Linked DNA regions of Sus scrofa: region 2 is linked to region 1. Evidence: chromatin contacts called from public Hi-C data. All regions are on one chromosome and are shown on one strand. Each heading gives the region's core, a stretch centred on a gene start, on an enhancer-like site or on the middle of the called end of the contact. The rest is flanking DNA. Distances are from core to core; before and after follow the strand shown.

Region 1 (3,041 bases), core at 258-2,757:
GCCGCACCCATGGCATATGGAGGTTCCCAGGCTAGGGGTCGAATTGGAGGTACAGCCACCAGCCTGCGCCACAGCCACATGGGATCTGATCCACGTGTGCAGCTTACACCACAGCTCACAGCAACACTGGATCCTTAATCCACTAAGCAAGACCTGGGATCAAACCCCCAACCTCATGGTTATTACTCGGATTCGTTTCTGCTGTGCCACAATGGAAACTTCCACAACTGGATTTAATGGTGTCCTGAGGTTCCCAACTCAGGAAGCTGCTGATCACCCACTCCCTCACCCAGACCTTGGCTTGGCTTCCGCCCCACCCCGACCACAAGGAACAGGCAGTGTGTAATGCCTTAGCCACTCCTGAACACAGACTTTGCACAGACACTGTTCTAGGCTCTGGCAATATATGAGGATAAAACAGAGATCCTATCTCCATGGAGCTTAACAAATGGATTCTTCCACAGACCAACTCTACCCTCCAGAGAGACGAACAGAGAGAACGAAGCTGCTCCCTTCTCTCCATCCCTACAATGACCAGAAGAATTACTGAACCCTCATGGTCAGCTCCGAAAAATGTGCAGCGACCATCTTAGAGGACTCGAGGGCTGATGGGCCAGGTTCTCTCCCAGCTCAATTCCTCTGTGTGGGCCTCCATTTCCCTGTCTGTCACTCACTGGGGACACAGGCACGCTGGTTTAGATCTCCAATTTCCACAACTTGTGAGATGGCATGGCCCTGGGGAGACTTCCTGCCAGGGCCTCGATTTTTTTGTTTTCTAAACTGGGATACGGTTAGCCCATCCATGGCTGAAAACGCCCCCCCTTCCCCTGGAACCATATGCTGTGTGACCCCGGAAGAAGTTAACCTTGCTTTGGGTCTGCTTTTTAGTCTGAAAAGGAGAGGCATAAGAGGTTGCGCAGCTAGCATTCCAAGGGCAGTACAACCCCCGAAATTCCCCAGATTGGCTGAATTTGAGAAAGAAGGCCGGCCCCCTACTGCCTGGTGCTCTAGCTTTACTGTCTAGGAGGTCAGATCGGGTCGGATGCACTGGGAGCCATTTCCCCGTCCGAAAACTCACTCTGCTGCATTCACCGGGCCCTTCAGCAGGTCCCCTTCCTCTCTGGCCTCAGTTTCCCCATCTGCAAAATGGGAAGACTGCTGCCAGACTGCCATACTGTGATTTCATTTCTATCCAATCCCAAGCTCCCCCGAGACCGACGTGCTTGGTGTCCTGGGAGAAGCTCTTCCACTCTCCGGCCTGTCCTCCCCACCTTGGGCGAAGGGGCAGGACTCAAGGCCCAGATTACAGGCTGGCTCCACAACGCCCCTGAACCAACAACCGCCCCGAGGGCCCTTGGCGGCCGGCTCCCCCGTCGCACCGCCCTCACCATGGTGTCGGCGGGGACTAGGCTCGTGGGCTACTTCCGCCGCCGCCGCCGCTCACGTTCCCGCCGGTAGCTGCAGCTCTGCGCGCCACTAGGCTGAAATGGAGTGGCAGCAACGCGAGCCAGTCAGCACGAGGCTCATGGGAAGGCCAACCAATCCACGCGGAGTAAGGCGGGGCCTATTAAACACGAGGGGCGGGGCGGGCCGCGTTCCTACCGGAGAAATGAGAGAGAGAGTCGTAAAGTGCCGCTATGAGTGCTGCAAAAGGGGGCGGAGCAATGTGCGCCGGCGCAGGAGGCCTTGTGGGTAAGGGCGCCTGCGCAGGTGCAATCTTCAGTGATTTTTCCGGGCTCCACGCTGTGGGCAAAACGGGGTAGTGCCTCCAATTTCCAAATGGAGGAATGGCAGCTCTATGGTTATTGCCATGTGTCCCTTCGAGCTCCTACTCTTCTGATTCTCTTTATTGTAGTTGACCGTTGTCCAGGGCACTTCTTTTGATAGGCTAGACGTACCGGTGTGAACCTCAGTTTGCTTCCCTTTGAAATGGGCTTAATAATAGTGTCTGCTTTAGAAGGTTGCAATGAGTGCCAAGTGATTTATGCCTTGTAAAAGAAGAGTGCCCGGCACGTACTGAGCACTTGATACACGGACATGCAATAAATATTTATTGAGCATCTACTACGGGCCTCCTCCTGGAAACACAGAAGAGAATAAACCAAACAAAACTCCTGGCCCTCCTGAGGTTTAGGAGCCCACTGGGGAGGCAGACTGTAAACAAAATAGACAAATGTATTAGTTTCCTTGGGCTGCCATAACAAATGATCAAACTGGGTGGTTTTATTTTTTTATTTTTATTTGAATATTTTTTGCTTTTTAGGTCCTCACCCATGGCATATGAACGTTCCCAAGCTAGGGGTCGAATTGGATGGAGCTACAGTTGCCTACACCATAGCCATGGCAATGCAGGATCTGAGCAGCATTTGTGGCCTACACCGCAGCTTCCTTAACCCACTGATTGAGGCCAGGGATTGAACCTGAGTCCTCATGGATACCTAGTCCGGTTCCTTACTGCTGAGCAACAACAGGAACTCCAAACTGGGTGGTTTTAAACAGTAAAACTTAATCCGAAAGACTGAAATCAAAGTTTTAGCAGAGTTGGTTCTTTCTGAAGGATCTGAGGGGCAATTCATCCCATGCTTCTCTGCCAGCAATCCTTGTAGTTCTTGGCACAGATTCCTCTGTCATCACATGGTGCTTTTCTTTGTGTGTCTCTGTGTCTCAACTCTTCCTCTTTTTTTTTTTTTTTTTTTTTTGTCTTTTTGCTATTTCTTGGGCCGCTCCCGCGGCATATGGAGTTTCCCAGGCTAGGGGTTGAATCGGAGCTGTAGCCACCAGCCTACGCCAGAGCCACAGCAACGCGGGATCCGAGCCGCGTCTGCAACCTACACCACAGCTCACGGCAACGCCGGATCGTCAACCCACTGAGCAGGAGCAGGGACTGAACCCGCAACCTCATGGTTGCTAGTCGGATTCGTTAACCACTGCGCCACGACGGGAACTCCTCTTCCTCTTTTTTTATGAAGGCATTCCTTTCTCGTATTAGGCCCTTCCTAAACTCAGGTTAAATTTCATCTTGAGATCCTTAATTATATCGA
Region 2 (3,045 bases), core at 306-2,805, 100 kb before region 1:
CTGCAGTGGTTTGGGCTGCCACTGTGGCATGGGTTCAACCCCTGGCCTGGGAACTTCCACATGCCCCTGGGTGTGGGCAAAAAACAAAAACCAATAGCATCGGGATTGAGATGGCAGAGGAGTAAGACAAGGTACTCATCTTCTCCAATGAACACATCAAAAAAAACAAAACAAAAACAAAAACCCATCTACATGTAGAAAGATTCGTACAAGACATCTACTGAATGCTGACAGAAGATCTTAAACCTCCAAAAAGGGCAAGAAACCCACCACATAACTGGGTAGAACAAAAGAGGAAAAAGAGAGAGAGAGACAAAAACAAAACAAAAAACCAAAATAGACCAAAATCAGGAGTTCCTGTCATGGTGCAGCGAAAACAAATCCACCTAGTATCCAAGAGGATGTGGGTTTGATCCCTGGCCAAGCTCAGTGAGTTGGGGATGTGTTGCCATGAGCTGTGGTGTAGGTTGCAGATATGGCTTGGATCTGGCATTGCTGTGGCTGTGGTGTAGGCAGGCAGCTGCAGCTCTGATTAGACCCCTAGCCTGGGACCCTCCATATGCTGAGGGTGTGGCCCTAAAAAGACAAAAAAAAAAAAACAAAAAACAAAAAACTTGAAGGATGAGGGAGGGAGCCCTGCAGAGATAAGAAGAAAGGTAATCCAGGCAGAAGGCACAGCCCAGGGAAAGGCCCAGATGTGGACTATGTCTGGTATATTTGAGGAACAGTGAGACAGTGAAGAGGCTGAGGTAGAGATGGAGGGATACAAATGAGATTGGGTATCAACAAGGATAGACCACACAGGATCTTAGCCAGGGGGAGAAGGCACAGGTTTAACCCAGATGAGGTGGGAGCCTTGGCAGAACTGTGAACAGAGAAGGGATGGTTCTGACTTTGGATTTAGCAGGCTCCCTCATGTCTCAGAGGCACTGAGGGAGGTGGCTAGAGGAGCCTGTTCCTGTCTCGGAGAATGAGGTGGGGGGGGGGGTCAAGATTTCTCTGAAACCTCATACAGAGCCACATGGAGGAAGCTGAAGATGGGGAGAGAAGCTGAGGCACCAAGCAAATGATGTGTCCAATGATGTCAGAGGTAGGAGAGGACCTACCTGGCATTTGCTACTTCCCCACCCTTGGAGAGCACCGATGACACACTGAAAGAACCGAGATACCCTCTTCTGTGCCTCTATCCTGTGGTACACAGTAAGGGCCTGAAAAAATGCTCAGTGTGTAATGAATGAATCTAGACAGGAAAGCAATAGGGAAAGCTGGGCTGCTCTTTGGGACAGAGAGGGAGTGATGGAGACAGAATTCCCCCAGCTGGACCCACCCAGATCTGCAGCTTGATCCTCTTATCATTCCGGTAGATGGTCTTGACCTTGAAGTCGATTCCTACAGTGCTGACAAAGGCAGGCGTGAAGGAGTCGTCTGCATAGCGGAAGAGGAAGGATGTCTTGCCCACACTGCTGTTTCCAATGATGAGGATCTTAAACATGTAGTCAAAGTTCTGGTCCGAGGACTCCTTCTGCCCATAGCGCGAGTCTGTGGCAGATGCCATCTGGGGGTACGGGGCATAGGCGAGCGTGAGAGGGTCGCCCTCCAACTCCAAACGCCCAAGCCCAGACTCAGGATGGAAGAACTCCAGAGCTCCCAGAGTGAGACAGAGATTACCTTTATCCCGTCAGGAGCCCCAGTACTAATGGTGGGGCCCACAGCAGAGGGCGGGCCTTGACCTTGAAAGGCCCAAGGTTTCAGGGGAGGACTTTCAGACCGAAAGGGATGGAGACATCGCTGCAGGCCGGAGCCCCTGGTCCGACAGCAACCTAAGCCCTACAGCTGTGCCTAGGGGAGTGACTGCGGCCGGCCCCGCCCCCTATCAATCATTCACGTTCCTCAGAACTGAGCGGCGCTAGCGCACGTGCACACGCGTGTACGGTACCCGCGGGGACGCGTATCTGCAGTCCTCCCAGATTCCCAGGCTGGGAGAGCTCGGGCTGAAGCAGCTACCCCACGTGATAGGAGCAGGGCGTGCTCACGCTCACGTGCACACAGCAGGGCACACACCAGGGCACATTCGTGCATATCTGAGCATCGAACACACTCGGCGCACAGGACAGAGGCAGACACCTGTCTGCACACCGACATGCATATACCAATGAGCAAATCCACCCGTGCGCACTGTGTCCTCCACCTATGCAGCCGAGTACACGTCACCCACATGGGCACGCATCTCTGTACATGTATGCACTTTGCTGTGCACGCACACGCATAGTCCACGCGTCCCCCTCCACACGCGTGCAACATGCACAAACTTGAGTAGGGAAACCCGGGGGGGTCACAAGAGCATACCCTGGGACCCAAGCAAGGGTACACACAAATCGGCCGGTACAGGCGGGCGCGCACACGCGTGTGCACACCACGCGCACGCGCACGCATGGAGCCTCCCGCGCGCACAGCTTCCCGCAAGGCACCCGTCTCGTCTCCCCTCCCCCTCCGCCGCAGAACCGGGGTGGAGAGGTGGGGGTGGGGAGGAGGATCCAGCAGGTAAGGGGAACCTACCCCTCCCCAGGCTCGCGACCGCCGCATCCTTCCCCTCATTTAACACCTGCCAACCTCGTCTCTCACCCCAGCCAGCCCATCAGTCAAATGAAGGTTATGTAGGTACTCCGAGCGGGAGTGCACAGGGACACTCGGGAGCTCACCTTGCCCTGCAGTGATGTGGTGGTGACCCTAGCGGTGGCGACGGGGCCCCCAGTGCGTTGATGTGGGGCTGCGCGGCAGCGGAGGCGGCGGCAGCGGCTCAGGCCCCTGCAGTCCTTGGTGACGTCCTGCAAAGAGCAGGGCGGGGCCTCACATGCAGATACGGCCGTGACGCCATCCTGGGGCGGAGCCACGCATTGAGATAGGGTCCACTGTCACACGCAGAGCGGGGAGGGGCGAGGCTCCCCACGCAGATTGACGCGAGAATGGGGCGGGGCCCAGCGAGCGCATCCAGTAGCTAGCGAAAGCAGTGCCGGAGGGGAGGAATCGCCTGCTGGGGCCACCTCT

Evidence for each region. A called contact is a pair of places that touch in the nucleus more often than the background predicts.
Region 2: a contact with region 1 is called in a Hi-C map of skeletal muscle, with 5 times the contacts expected there. The contact joins the promoter of RAB3A here to the promoter of LSM4 in region 1. A contact is called at or near these places in 10 of 47 Hi-C or Micro-C datasets (blood, embryonic fibroblasts, fetal skeletal muscle and 6 more) and 2 of 2 datasets of contacts at active chromatin or transcription factors (alveolar macrophages and skeletal muscle).

Annotation. Positions count from the first base shown.
Region 1 is chr2:59,498,026-59,501,066 of Sscrofa11.1, reverse strand. It overlaps LSM4 (U6 snRNA-associated Sm-like protein LSm4), which reads right to left and starts at 1,507. Exons shown (of 5, transcript XM_021083528.1): 1 at 1,389-1,507. The coding sequence starts at 1,391.
Region 2 is chr2:59,602,899-59,605,943 of Sscrofa11.1, reverse strand. RAB3A (RAB3A, member RAS oncogene family) reads right to left here and starts at 1,555. Exons shown (of 4, transcript NM_001123179.1): 1 at 1,328-1,555. The coding sequence starts at 1,555.